2 separate regions of the Sus scrofa genome follow, and region 2 is linked to region 1. Evidence: chromatin contacts called from public HiChIP or PLAC-seq data. All regions are on one chromosome and are shown on one strand. The core of a region is the stretch at or near the end of the contact, and the rest is flanking DNA. Distances in the headings are between cores, read along the strand shown.

Region 1 (7,348 bases), core at 2,155-4,654:
TTACCTTCCATCTCCAAACTCACTCCCTCAACCTCCCAACTCCCACCTTTATCTCTTATGCAGAGCAAGTATTTGGAAGAACAATAAAGAGACCAGGAGTTTGTTAGCATAACCATCCACCAAAGATATGCCATAAACTTTAACAGAATAAGAGAAAAAATGTGCTTCTCTAGTAAATGCATATGTCTGAAAAATCTAAAGGACCCACATACTCTTTAAGTGTACCCCTAGGGCACAAGGATCCAAAAGGCAGAGCAATAGACATAAACAAAATCAAGAGAGAGGTGCTGCTCAAACCAGAAACTCAAATCTTTTATTCCACCAGTTTTCCAACTCCTCTTCAGTACTACCAATTACAGATCAGTGTACGCAAGAGACAACATTATGCTGGTTAATGTTGCAGTAGCCAAAACAAAAAGGCCTAGTAAGCTTTAGAAGTTAGAACTGCTTTAAGACATAATGACTCCAAATTTGCACGGATGATTTACTCAGAAAATGATTTATCTGCCTGTAACTGCTTCTGAAGTAAACTTCTTTGTCAGGTGTATTTCTTTGCCTTCAATGTCAGATTCATGCTTAGCCCTAACTGAAGCCAAGTAAGAAGAGGGTGTCTTGCCCTTGAACCTCCTCCCCATTGTATAAAAGCTTTGCATGGATCCTGAATATTTACTGCACAGACTTGAATGGCTTTTTATTTCTGCCCTTTGTTCTTCACTGCTTGCCCTTTCACCTCCTAGATTTGAGTCTTGACTGCCTGCTGCTCCTTCCTTAGCTGAATTTATATCTTTGCAGAAATGAGCCAATACCTACTTGCTTTGTCATTTTTACCCTCTGTGAGATTTCTGGCTTAGATATGTGGCCTGACTTACCTTTCCATATACATGTGCAAGTCTTAATTACATGTGCTCACACAAACTCATTGGCACACTACTAAGCACTTAGTTCCAAATTCTTCAACTTACCCTGTCCCACTGCTACCCAAGTACTAATGCAGCAATTTCCATGGAGGTGAAAGAACAATGTCCAATAGTATGAAGAATTTCTTTTTTTTAATTACTCAATGAATTTATTACATTTATAGTTGTACAATGATCAATGACTGCTCAGCATTTGGTTGTAAATTTTGTTGTTTTTACAAGAGAAGTTGAGCTCCAGTCCTTCTATTCCACCATCTTAATCCCATCCATATGAAGAATTTCAAAGAGCTCAAACTCCACCACACTCCGCTCTCTGTTTTACTTTCTCCCTGCCCTCATGGTATAGTGGTTAGAGATCTGCAGCTAATGAATTACCATAGACACACTATAATTCAATGTATGGTTGCATAAAATGGTTGTTCTCCTGGCTGTATCCTATCTCCCTGTTCCCTAATTCACCTCTCACCAATGTTCCCTGACCCAAGCTCTGACCCATCTGAAGTTCTGGATCTTCTTCCATGCACAATCATTAAATATACTAATGAGTAATTTAAGAGAGCCTCACAAAATCTATATTTCTATTTTTTACATTTTACTATGTCATTGATATTTACTTTGAATATTTTCACTTCCCATACACAGTTGGTGCTATACCTCCATAACTCTGTTTTAGAAGTTAGACAAACCTGGAGTTCCCATCATGGCTGAGCAATTGGCGAATCCACCTTGTATCCATGAGGACACGGGTTCGATCCCTGGCCTCGCTCAGTGGGTTAAGGATCCAGCGTTGCCCTGAGCTGTGGTGTATGTCACTGAAGTGGCTTGGATCTGGCGTTGCTGTGGCTCTGGCGTAGGCCAGCAGCAACGGCTCCAATTAAACCCCCTAGGCTAAGAACCTCCATATGCTGCAGGTGCAGCCCTAAAAGGTCAAAAGACAAAAAAAGGAAAGAAAGAAAGAAAGAAAGGGAAGGAAAGAAAGAGAGAGAGAGAGGAAGGAAGGAAGGAAGGAAGGAAGGAAGGAAGGAAGAAAGGAAGGAAGAAAACGAACAAACGAAAGAAAGAAAGAATCTCACTCTTAGTTATGAGGCAACTTACTGCCTATTTTTTTAACTCTGTTTTGATTCTATTCAAAATCTATTCTATTTGATTCCTAAATCTATTCATCTATTCACCTACTCTTTTTTTCCATTTGGGCGCTCTTACAATCTCATAGTTTGTCTATTTTGAAGAAGGAGGCAGAGAGAAAGAAAGGGATAAGGAAACTGTGTCCTGTCTCCAAACATTATTTGCAGTAAGGTCTCTCTCTGCTGCCCCCTGGAGAGAATTTGGTAAAACCAAAGCTAATGCTTTTACAAAGAGCAAATTCAGCAGCAGCTACACGTTGAGATTTTGATCACAAAGTATAACATCCTAAACATCGTACATTTATTTATATCTTCCAGTTGATATAACAAACTCATTAAACATAACAAATGACTACTCACTGAATAATGTAGATGTTATAACCTAAAGAAATACCACTAAAAAAATAATGAATCTCCTGAGATGCCAGGATGGCTTAAGACACAGTGAAGAGATAGATGGGTTGATGAATGAATAGATGGATGGATGATGGATAACAGATAGATTCCAGGGAAATTTGAAATAGATTGTCACAGGTTGGGTACCCTGAAGAGTAAACCCTGAAATGGAATTTAAGGTGAAGGATGGTTTTTAAGGAGTAACCCTGGATCATCCATCCCTTGTGGAAATGAAGGGATAGAAACTGGTGTGGGCAGTAGGAGAAGTCAGATTTTAAGGTTGGCTCACAACAGGCTCAGCTAAGTCCATGGAGCTTGAACTGCTCTTTGGACTTGTCATCTTTGGGGCTAAAAAGTCCGTCTTTATACACTCTTGCATCTATCAGTCTCATTGGCTCAGGGAAGGGGCATGACCTTGGGTGAGGGAATCCATAGAAGGGGCCAACTTCTGAGCTAAGGATGACACTATCAACACTGGAGCAATGAAGTTCCGCATTGACGGGAATCAAGTAGTGCCTCACAGTGTCTGCTGGATTGATAAACTCTGGGAAGTAAACTATTCTAACTCTGGTTTCAAGTACAGTGGTATCCCAGTCAATCAATTATGTTTCATTCCCAAACAACCAAATTAATGAATAGAAATCTTTTTGAAAATTTAACCTTGGAGAAGCTCTGCATTAAGATGCCTGTGAAATGAGGGCCCACCCACACCACGCTTTCTTCCCCCTTCCACCTCCCACCACTCGACTTCCCAAGGAGACACAGGACATGGGAGAGGGGGAGGAGTATGGGCCTGAGGAAAATTCCTTTCCCGTGGCATTAGAAAGAGGCACAGCTGGGGGTCCCCCCACCCATTTCCCCCTCCTTTCAAACTCCTGCCGGGCCCCTCAATCAGTGTTTGTGCCTCCTCCTTCCCCTTAGGCACCCCTCGGTGAATCTTTGGTGACGATTTTGGCAACGTCCAGTATAACTAACAAGTCTCACAGAAGAAGAAAAAAATTTAGAGGAAGTTATGTTATTTTCGTCTATGAGTGACAACTGGGAAGGGGAAGTCTGGAAGAATACAGAAATGAACTGAAAAAAATGAAAATCCAAGTCATATACCTTGGCTGAAAACCAAAATTCAGGCAAACTATTCTGAAAAGAGACACATATTATCTGAGCTCTAGAATGCTCTAATTACTAGAGTCAAGAAGGGACCAGAACTTTAAAAAATAAATATTCCAGACTAAGCTAGATGGGATCATCTTAAATGTTTTAGACAGGATTCAATTAATAAATTATTTCTGTGTAAATTTTCAGTAAAATAATATGAAACGTGAAAATTATATCAATCATAGAAGCTGCTCTCTTCAATTTTCAAAGGAACTTTTTCAAGGGAATGACAAATGTCCTGTTGGTCATGGTTTTTATTATCTCAGTGGCTTAAAATTTGTGTTCCCAAACTATGTATTTGACTCTATGTCTTTTATAAGATGATAAATGTTTCAATGTTTTCAATGATTAGCTGGAAAGTAGTTTAAGTAGTTGGAAGTTTTAAAATGTTAAAAAAAAAAATAGAAATAAAAATGTTAAGAGTTTCCTGATGGTCTAGTAGTTAGGATTCACTGTTCCCATTGCTATGGACTAGGGTTCAATCCCTGGTCTGGGACTGAGGTCCCCACATCAAGCTATATGCTATGACCAAAAAGAAAGAGAACACAAATATTGACAGATTTTCCTAGTTTTGAGAGTAGCTGTTAAGACTATGTCCCCTAAAGTCAAACTTTCTGGGTTCAAACTTCAGTTCTGCTGCTCAGTTTTTGGTTACTGCATTGTTTTTTGTTTTGTTTTTGTTTTTTTGTTTGATCTAGAATGTCTATTCTGATTTTCTTCTGCTACCATTTTTATAATTTCTAGTTTTCCACCAAAACTTTTGATTTTGTCTTTTGTCCCCTTGAGCATAAAAAGAGTATTTTAGAGTCTCTGTCTGAGAATTCCAACATTTAGGTGGATATGAGTAAATATCTATTATCTATTAGTGCTACTGGTTCTTTCTGTGGCGTTGGGTTTCCTCATGTGCCAAGCACTGTGTTTGATTTTCCGAATTGTAAAAATAATTTGAGGCCCTGTGTGATTTTACCTTTCTCCAGAGAGGATTTTCCTTTACCTCTGCCAGGGTTCATGAATATTAGCAATCTGGTATCGTCTTAATAGAAATGTGAAGGATAGATTTTCTAGGCAACCAGGTTGCCACCTATGTGAGAAGTGGTTTTATTTTCTCCTCCCCCCCCCACCCTAAGAAACTGTCAAAGCACTACTTAACTTTTTAGCCAGCTCTTCTAGATCAACAAATATCCCCAATGTAAAAAGTACCAGCCTCTTTCTTTTTGTTTCTTTTTCTGGATCTTGTGATCTAATTCTTCATCACTTTGTGAGTTCTCTGATACTTTCCAAAAGATTTATCATCATGATCATCACTACTACTTATACTGTTACTATTTCTAGCTTTTCTACATGTCTTCATTTCTAAATTTCTATCTACCAATACCTGATATGGAAGTCCCATCTTTTGATTCTTTCTTTTCCTTATCTCTCACAATCCATCAGCAAGTCTTTTGGTTTCTTCTGTAAGATACTTCCTAACTTGACCATTCTAAAAAAAGAGAACAAAGTTATTAATTCAAAAGCATGTTGTTGTTGTTTTAACTTAACTCATGGCAGCAACAAAAAGATAAACACATACCAAAAGCTGAAAAGCCCTTACATTTGGTGGGTGCTCTATTTTATCACAACATTCTGCAATCCACTCTATTAAAATCTTTGTTTATTTTGGTCAATCGTAGCATTGATTATGTTATGAAACATAAAAGCTCAGATATTCTATATATCAAATTTAAGAATGTTAGGAGTTCCCTTGTGGCTCAGCAGGTTAAGGATATGGTATTGCCTCTGCATTGGCTCAGGTCACTGCTATGGCACTGGTTTGATCCCTTTCACATGCCACAGCTGCAGCCAAACCAAAAAAAAAAAAAAATTTAAGTCGGAAGTCCTACTTTAAGATATTTTTCCTGGAATTTTTTTTATGATGTATTAACATCTGTCTAAATTACGTTTCTGTGACTATTTTCCTATTAGTAATCTTTCTTTCTTTTATGTTTTAATTAGTCTTATTTAATATGCTGCCAATAATTTGGGAATGGTTTAATATGATTTGAAAATGTGTCTAGAGGAATTTTCTAAAGAATACTGTTATGATCATCTCAACTTTAGGGGGAAAAAAGCGTTGTGAGACTGTTGAAAATGTTTAGATGTTGAATGCTTTGTATTGAAAAGAGGAAGTAGATAAGATCTTTTTGGTTTAGTCTTTCTATATTTTACTTGGCTGAACATGATAAAGCAATCAAACCTATAAGAAGAGGTGCCCTGGTTCTAAAAACTTTGTCCTAAACCAGTTATGGCTGAGCTCCTGCTGGTGAAAGGGAGAATAAACCAGGGATGAGCTTGCAACACAAGTCAATCTATAAACCCTAGTTCTTCAAAATGAGACCCCCCAGAACCAATGGTAATGGGAACACAGCAGCCATGCTTCCATATTCAAAAGGAAACCATCACCACAGTATCCACTGTGAGAAACCTCCATCCAGAGGGAGGAAACCCTGACCATTAGAATGTCTTGGGAGATACTTTTGGGTGAAGGGATATGGGCAGTGATATCTTTGTTAATTGTACATGTATTAAATAACTTTCTTTTAAGATAATGCATTTTATGACTGCTTAAATTTGGTTTGCTGATATGAGAGGATCAGGAAAAAAGAGAATATAAAACATTACTACTACTAAAAGAGTTAAGCTTTCCCAGGAATGTATCATCAGGTATTTAACTTGGGTCTATTTGGAAGCAAATAACACCTTGACCCCTGGGATATCAGTATTATTGAGAATAAGACTCAATATATAGATTGGAACTTGTTTGGGGGAAGTGATATGTGGTAAAATGCATCTTTTTAAACATCTTATTTATAGTCTTTTATTCCACAGTTATTCTTCTTTCAAAAGATTATCCCTTTATTCAAGTGCAAATATTAGTAAGTCAGTTATGCTCTTCTATATACCAATTTGTATCTCTGTCAAATGGAATTAAACACAACGACTTTAAGAGGCCATTCGAAAGAATGATTCTGTGAGGCAAAACAATGTGTGAGATAAAGTATACTTTCTATAAAAGGAAAGACAAAGTGGGAAAGGGATAGAAACGTATTTTGAATGGTTATTAACATAAAAGTAATATCTTCTTGGCAAAAACAATGGAAACAATGTAAACAGTAGCACAAAATTATATAAAGTAAAACATAAAACTATTATTTTGAGTGCTACTATTTCTGTGTGCCTTCCCATTCCCACTCTTCATGGTAGAAAGAGCAACGTTTCTCCCAAATACATTCACATCCTAGTCCCTGGAAACTGTAAATAAGTTTCCTTAAAAAGCAATAAGGAATTTGCAAATGTAAATAAGTTAAGGAGCTTAAAATGGGAAAAGTATTTTGGATTGCATGGTTGGGTCCCATATAATCACAGGGATCCTTATAAAACAAAGAAAGAAGGAGGCAAGTCAGAATCAGAGAGTTGAAAGATGCTGCACTGTGGCTTTGAAGATGGAGAAAGGAGACATGAGCCAAGGAATGCAGGCTGCCTCTAGAAGCTGGAAAAGGCAAAGAAGCAGATTCTCCTCTAGAGCTTTTAGAAGGAACACAGCTTTGCTCAGACCTTGTTAAAGCCATATCAGACTTCTGACCTCTAGAACTATAAGACAATAAATATGTAAAACAAATTTGCTTTAAGCCATTAAGTTTGTGGTACTTTGTTAAGCAACAATAGGAAATTAATACACAAATTTAACCAGTGCCATGCTTGTATAGTCTTCTACAATAG
Region 2 (7,348 bases), core at 1,365-3,864, 170 kb before region 1:
CCTTGTAAATCTATTCTAAGTTGTGTCTGATAAGCCCAAGCTCCCGATCCCTCCCACTCCCTCCCTCTCCCATCAGGCAACCTCAAGTCTTTTCTCCAAGTCCATGATTTTCTTTTCTGAGGAGATGTTCATTTGTGCTGGATATTAGATTCCAGTTATAAGTGATATCATATGGTATTTGTCTTTGTCTTTCCGGCTCATTTCACTCAGTATGAGAGTCTCTAGTTCCATCCATGTTTCTGCAAATGGCGTTATGTCATCCTTTTTTATGGCTGAGTAGTATTCCATTGTGTATATATACCACTTCTTCCGAATCCAGTCATCTGTCGATGGACATTTGGGTTGTTTCCATGTCCTGGCTATTGTGAATAGTGCTGCAGTGAACATGCGGGTGCATGTGTCTCTTTTAAGTAGAGTTTTGTCCGGATAGATGCCCAAGAGTGGGATTGCAGGGCCATATGGGGAGGATCCTAAAGGCAGCGAGAGAAATCCTAAAGGCAGCGAGAGAAAACAGAATGTTACTTACAAGGGAACCCCCATAAGAATATCAGCTGATTTCTCTACAGAAACACTACAGGCCAGGAGGGAATGGCAAGAGATATTTAAAGTGCTAAAAGGAAAAAATATGCAACCTAGAATACTCTATCCAGCAAGAATATCATTTAAAATAGAAGGGGAAATAAAAATTTTCCCCAACAAACAAAAACTTAAAGAATACAGCAACACAAAACCCAGGTTAAAGGAAATATTGAAGGGGCTTCTCTAAACCGAAAAGAAAGGAAGGAAAGGGAAGAAAAAAGAAAAGGAAAAAAAAAAAAAAAGAAGAAGAAGAGGAAGAACTAGGACTGAGGAAACCGCAATCAGAGAGCAGTCACTCAGATAAGCCAGCATACAGATTTAATCATGAACATGCTTCAAACAAAATAAAATTAAAAAGAAAAAAATAAAAAAGAGTCATCAAAACCATAAAATGTGGGCAAGGGATGTTAGGAAGTAAATAACCCTTTTTGTTTGTTTGTATGTCTCTCTTCTTAATTTTAATATAGTAATGAAGTGTTTGAACTTACAGGACCATCAGGCTAAAACACACAATTATGGGAAGGGGTTAGCATACTTAAAAAACATACTCTAATTTCTATTGCTTTGGGAGACTGACCTGAGAAAATATTCATCTTCAATGTTTTCTTAATGTAACAACTTCTGAAAGACTGTGTAAACAGAAAGGAAGAAATAACCATCAAGGTATAAATAAAGTTTTTACTTTTATGGATGCATGTCCCTCAGTTTTTCAAGAAACATTAGAAAAGGTTTAACTTCCTATAATTTTGAAAGGGTAAAGCTTAAAAGCAAGGCTTGAGCAGAGTGGTATGTCTTACCACCATTCTGGGATACAACTGAGATCAGAGCCCAAGACTTCTTGGTTAGAGCACACCAAGGGGAGAAATAGAGAAACAGAGATTAATTGATTATGAATGAGAGAAGCTTTTGAATTAAGTAAAGGTTTGTTCTGATTCAAGGCCCACCTTGCCAAAGCAGCCAGTCAGGGCCAGGTATTTCAGAGAGGAATCAGGATAGATGTGCCCACAAGAAAGATCTTCATTCAGATTCCAATTTAAAATTGCATTTGCAGGCATAAGAGGATAATGCCCTCCTGGCTGATCCTTCCTGCTGTTGTCATGACTGGAATTCTTGTGGTCCTCATGCATGCTTTTATTTGTTCATTGCATTGGTCTAAGGGCACAAATTCACTACATGATTATATCTTCAGAATAATTATCTGTGGGAACTCCTGTCTGGCATTACATCAGATGAGAAGGTGCCCTGTAGTTTTTACTCCTTCTATGCAATGCATTTCTTCCCCCCAAAGTAAGTCTCTTTATGCCCTTCCCAGTCTCTCTCATAATTCTTCCTTAGCCTGTCTCATAAATGCTGAAGGCTTCCAAGTTGTCATTTGGAGATTTCTTTACTTAGGATTGTTTATGGCCAAGGAAGTTCACAAGATTATGGGAGACTTACCCAGACCCTGACTACTTTTCCCTTCTAGAATGCATTCCAGCTATTCTCCTTATACTTGAAGCCACGGCAGCATTTCTTATGCATGTGGAACTGCAGCTCTGATATTTGCTTAATAACATTTGGCAATACATGTTTTCAAATGCTTGGTTTTCTTGGAACACTTTCCAGATGCTTTGTGCCCTCACATTTTGTTATTCAGTCCATAAAAGATCTACTTCTTAGACCTGTCTGGGGCCTTGGCTTTCAGTCTCTTTTGTCTGTGGGGAAACCAGTTAAGTCTTGGGCCACAAGGGATGATCTCTTTTGCGCATCCCTTCATGATGCCAAATATCATCTAGCAAATGATTGGAATAAGACTATTTGTAGTTCTCTCCCCACTGTATCTTGAGGGCCACACTAATACATACAGAATAAAAACTTTTTAAACAAGCAATCTAGAAGTTCAGACAACATTGGAGGAGAAGTGGCCACGGGGCAGGGTTGGGCAGGGACTGGTTAGAAGGTGGTGGTTTCATTTGAACAAACTATCATGCTTACATGTACCAGTTTGGTTAAGGCACATTTGCTTCCTTTTTCTCCTGTGTATTCATACATATAAGTTTGTCTCAGAGGCTGTTAGAGAATCCAAGAAAGTGTCATCTTCATGCATGACTTGCATGAAGTCATGATTGCTCAATTCACATGTGAAGATGATAGCAATGAGAATGGCCCAGAACTGAAGCCAGTTAAAATTGTGAAGAAGGTAAATTTTGAGGTCAAGCCTAACTTCTCTGTTTTTGTAGCCTTCTTCCTGAACTAACTCAGATATACTTTATTATAGCACCCTTTTATTACAAAAAGAAATCTGCCTTACAGATGTAGGATTTCAAAGATCAGAACTCTTCAGTCACTGCTATATTGATTCCTCTTCACCCTCAGTAATGAGAGCTTTTCGCTCTAGTCACTTTCTTCCTTCCACTGGGGAATTTATTTTAATTTGGAAAAAAAAAAAAGAGCTAGAAAGTTCAGCTGTGTTTTGCCTATGGGGAGAAGAGAGAAAATGAAATTGAGCCTAAAAAGATGGTTCCAATACACCCAAATGAAGGTGGTTATTAGAGTAAGGACCTTCTCAAATACAGAATGCATTCCAACATGAAAAAAATATTTAGAGACAGAATAAACCAGTGTTAGCAAACTAAATTGAGATGGTTGGAATGTTTCCTCTAAGACTGGAATTAATTCCCTGGTGGGTACTTAAAAAAACAGAGTATATTGAGTTTGCTTTTTTTGCTTTTCTTTATAAAAGCAATTCATGATCATTAGAAAAAATTTAAATATTTTTAGAAAAGGGGGAAGGAAAAACCCCCACCAAAACTACTAGATTGGAAATAATTTTGGAGGTCAGTGGGATTTTGCGAAAAGAACATGGCCTTTGGGATTAGAAAGAACTGGTTTTCATTCCAGTTGTGTGTCCTTGGGAAAATCCCTTCAGTTTTAACAGATGCTTAATAAATTGAAGTTGGGGGAAAAAAGAACCTGATCATTTTTACATATCAGAGTCACTAGCAAAGTAGAGTCCCCTTTCTTTTTTATATATGGCACTGGTTTAGAAACAGTGTTCAACTATGTTTCATCTTCTTGTTTTGACTTATTTTTCATTGTTAAGACCTGAACTCCACATTCTTGGCTTTCTCACTTGACACTTCCATTACAACATTATTTTTAGCTATTGCCATGACCCCTGTCATTGTAGCTCTTGACTTCCTTCTCCAGAAGCCTTTCTTTAACCCTTTCCAAGACACCTTAAGTCTCTACTTACCAGTCTCAGCTGTGTCAATGATGTCTCACTGTCCATCTAGAAAGAGAGTAGGCAACCATGAACTTGAGCCTGCAAGCCCTTCTTCATTCTTGAAGTCCATGAATATTGTTTTTAAAATGGTTATGGTAAGTCCTATTGATACTATGTTTTAAAGAACTACTATGATGTTATGTCTACATGATAAAATAATTCAGAATTCAAATGTTGGAAAAACTATTGTATCTCATGTATATTGACTCTTATCAGACTTTTATATGCTTTAGAAGAGCACCCACTCCTCCTGCAAGTCTGTCTCACACACTGTGCAGGGCAGCCCCCTCGAGTCCAGGAGGCTACCCTCCCAAGGTGGAAGAAAACTGAGGCTCTACATAGAACCTCTTTCCTTAACCCAGGCTAATTATGAAGTTCATGGGTAAAAAATTAAAGTCTGAAGCATTGGTGAAAACTTAATGCTTATCAAAAACCACAGTAAAGCAATACTCAATATCTTTCCTGGGATGAAAGTAATATTTCATGAAAAACAGGGTTGTGAAAACTAGTTTTGTGGGTGAAGCTCAGCATTTTTTTAATGAAAGAATAAAATAAAATAGAAAATATCAAAGAATGAAATAGATTGTACAGGTACAGATAATATTTCATGAACTTTAAAAAAATTGTGCATGTGTGTCTTTGTAAATTTTTTTCCATAGTCAAAATCAGAAATCTTTAAAAACCCTTGGGATAGGAACTTGGATTAGTGTGAAAGTTGCCTGATACTGGGACCTTGAAAGAGGAAGTTTGGGGAAAGTAGGGTAATGATAGGGAAATGTAGGTACTTGGGCAAGTACCAAAAATAGACTAGTCCTTCACAGTTCTGCCAAACTCATACACACACACCACACCACATCCTACATACACATTTTCTATCCCTAACATCACACTCATAAATGCCTAAAAATTCCTCATCTGCTTCCTTTAGTATAAATGCCATAGGCTCCACCCTGAACCTGAAGGAGTCTTGCAAAATACCAGTACAAGTAGATGTCTACAGAAAGAAGATCAAGAACACCCAGAGACTTCTTCTTTCCTAGGCTGAGTGTAAACAGTTAATGAAGGAGTGATTAACCACCTACTCTTTACATTGCTTCCTATTGTAGAGTCTCTGCTTTGGGATATTTAGATGAATAAAATCATACATAGATGAAATCCTCCAGTCTTAGGTTAAATAATACTCAGTTAAAATTCAAATACGAGGAGTTCCTGTTGTGTCTCAGCAGGTTAAGGACCTGATATAGTCTCCATGATGATGCAGGTTCGACCCCTGTCCTCACTCACTGGGTTAAGGATTAGGCTTTGCTGCAAGTGGCAGCATAGGTCACAGATGTGGCTCAGATCTGGTGTTTCTGTGACTGTGGTGTAGACCTGTGGCTGCAACTCTGATTTTACCTCTAGTCTGGGAACTTCCATCTGTCACAGGTGTGGCCATTAAAAAAAAACCAAAAAACCATGAGAAAGCCCGAGTTTAGTGTTCTTGGTCATCTGTATCACTTGTTCTGCAAATACTGCAACAATCCCTCCTAAGGAGGTGTCTGATTAAACCATGTCCACTGCTCGGTTCTCTCTAAATGGTGCAAGAAGTGTATGTGTGTGGTTTTCTCACCCTGTGTTTGATCTCAAACGGTACCTTAGAGAAGCTGTCATCTAGGCAGCTGAGCTTAAGCCACAAGCATCTCTTCTAACTTTCCTTATTCGGGTACACTCTACCTTTTCTGCATTTTCTTGCCAACATGAAAACCCCACAGAGAGAGTGTGAGAATGAGGTTGAGTGTTGCAGGGAGGGGAACTGAAAAACACTGAGCCATGGAGACATTACTGCCCTGCTGTCAATGTGGGTGGGGGGCTGCAGTGTCTCCCTAGGTCCCCACAGTTCTGGGACTGCCCAGGCCCTTCTTAGCCCCTCCTCTTCCTATAGGGCTAAGAGGGAGCTTCCTTCCTGTTCTTTGAGCTTCTCTCCTGCCATTGCTTCCCCTTGTCCCCTCTCCTAGGACACCTTCCCGTGAGTTACCCTCACCAGGCATCTGATCGAGCCACCTCACCTGGGAAACCTCCTTCACTGACCTTTGTTTCATTTGTTACCCTCTGAAAGTTTAATTTCTATAACCGTTTAGCCTAATTTTGGTTTGCCTTATAATGTATTTTATAGTTAACACTCTAATCCCAGAGGTACAAAGAGGGCTACTGAGTTTCCCATATTGTTCTACTTCTTGAGCTAGGTGGTGATTTCATGGGTGTGTTCACTTTGTGATAGTTCATTAGGCCGAACACTTGTGATTTGTGCATTTCCTGTGCATATGTTATATTTCAGTAGGAGGGTTTTAATATTCTTATCTTGTCTACTAGTCTATTCCTTGAGGACAGTAATCTCCATATGTTCCCTAACATACAGTAAAATACTTGGCACTTAGAGAGTTATCAGGAGGCATTGATTTAAATTTTAGTGACCCTTGTTATGGAGGCAACAAGGTCCAGTAGAAAAACACTGGTCTAGAAATATAGAGACTTGAATTCTGGTCCTGGGCCTGTTGTCATTTACCTGAACTAATTTGAACAAGTTATTTGGCCTCTCTAGGTTTCAGCTTGAATGACTGTAAAATAGACCCTTCTGCATGTGCCTTCTTGACCTCACAAGGATCCTTCTAGGGATTAGATGAGGTCATGGCATAAAAGCATATTAAAGTAGAAAGGGCTAGGTAAACATGAGATTGGTTTTATCAGGAACCTACTGTCTGTATCCTTGTCTCCTGGTCTGATTGGATTGCAAACAACCAGGGGTGGGCTTTTGTCCCTCTCTTTGTGCAATAGCAGTGGAAACGCTTTTATGCTATGAAGGATCATTTCAAAGGAATGTCCCCTCGGAGTTCCCATCGTGGCTTAGTGGTTAACGAATATGATTAGGAACCTTGAGGTTGTGGGTTCGATTCCTGGCCTCACTCATTGGGTTAAGGATCCAGCATTGCCATGAGCTGTGGTATAGGTCACAGACATGGCTCAGATCCCGAGTTGCCCTGGCTCTGGCTTAGGCCGGTGGCTACAGCTCCGATTAGACCCCTAGCCTGGGAACCTCCATATGCCGAAGGCGCAGCCCTAGAAAAGGAAAAAAAAAGGAATGCCCCTCATTTCCCAGCCTGGCTCCCCCAGGTCATCTCAGAGAGCCTTTCCATGCTCTCTCTGAGCCCCTGTTTGCAATTTCCCATGAGGTTTGACTTATGAAGACCCCTTCTGCCTTCCCCCCGGACCACACACTAGACTTGCTCACCCTGAAGTATGCAGAGAGCTCTAGCCAAGAAGGAAGTAGCTCACTGGACCTACCAGGTGGAAGGCCATGGGGTAGGAGGAAGGAAAATGGGGTGTTAGAATTATAAGGACCCTACAAAGAAAAGGGCCTGATCACCTTCACCACGGGCTGAAGTGAAAACAAGGGGCTTCTCTTGGGCAGGAGCTATTAAACGTCTTGCTCAGAAGTTGACTGGTCAATCAAAAAGCAGTTTTAAATTG

Evidence for each region. HiChIP or PLAC-seq counts read pairs in DNA pulled down with a chosen protein or histone mark.
Region 2: an H3K27ac HiChIP or PLAC-seq map of alveolar macrophages shows a contact between it and region 1, with 3 times the contacts expected there. The contact joins two enhancer-like sites. A contact is called at or near these places in 1 of 47 Hi-C or Micro-C datasets (epiblast stem cells) and 1 of 2 datasets of contacts at active chromatin or transcription factors (alveolar macrophages).

What each region holds. Positions count from the first base shown.
Region 1 is chr13:146,943,582-146,950,929 of Sscrofa11.1, reverse strand. No RefSeq gene overlaps it. Among named protein-coding and RNA genes, the nearest start is that of CD200R1, 5.9 kb to the left of the region's middle. Within about 2 kb of position 3,404, at least 9 of the 83 cell types and tissues checked have an H3K27ac peak or open chromatin away from gene starts, as enhancers often do. A contact at or near this core is called in alveolar macrophages, where this site is marked.
Region 2 is chr13:147,111,392-147,118,739 of Sscrofa11.1, reverse strand. It overlaps LOC106505808 (a long non-coding RNA gene), which reads right to left. Exons shown (of 4, transcript XR_002337901.1): 2 at 3,815-3,850; 3 at 1,157-1,208; 4 at 463-491. Among named protein-coding and RNA genes, the nearest start is that of CCDC80, 88 kb to the left of the region's middle. Within about 2 kb of position 2,614, at least 1 of the 83 cell types and tissues checked has an H3K27ac peak or open chromatin away from gene starts, as enhancers often do. A contact at or near this core is called in alveolar macrophages, where this site is marked.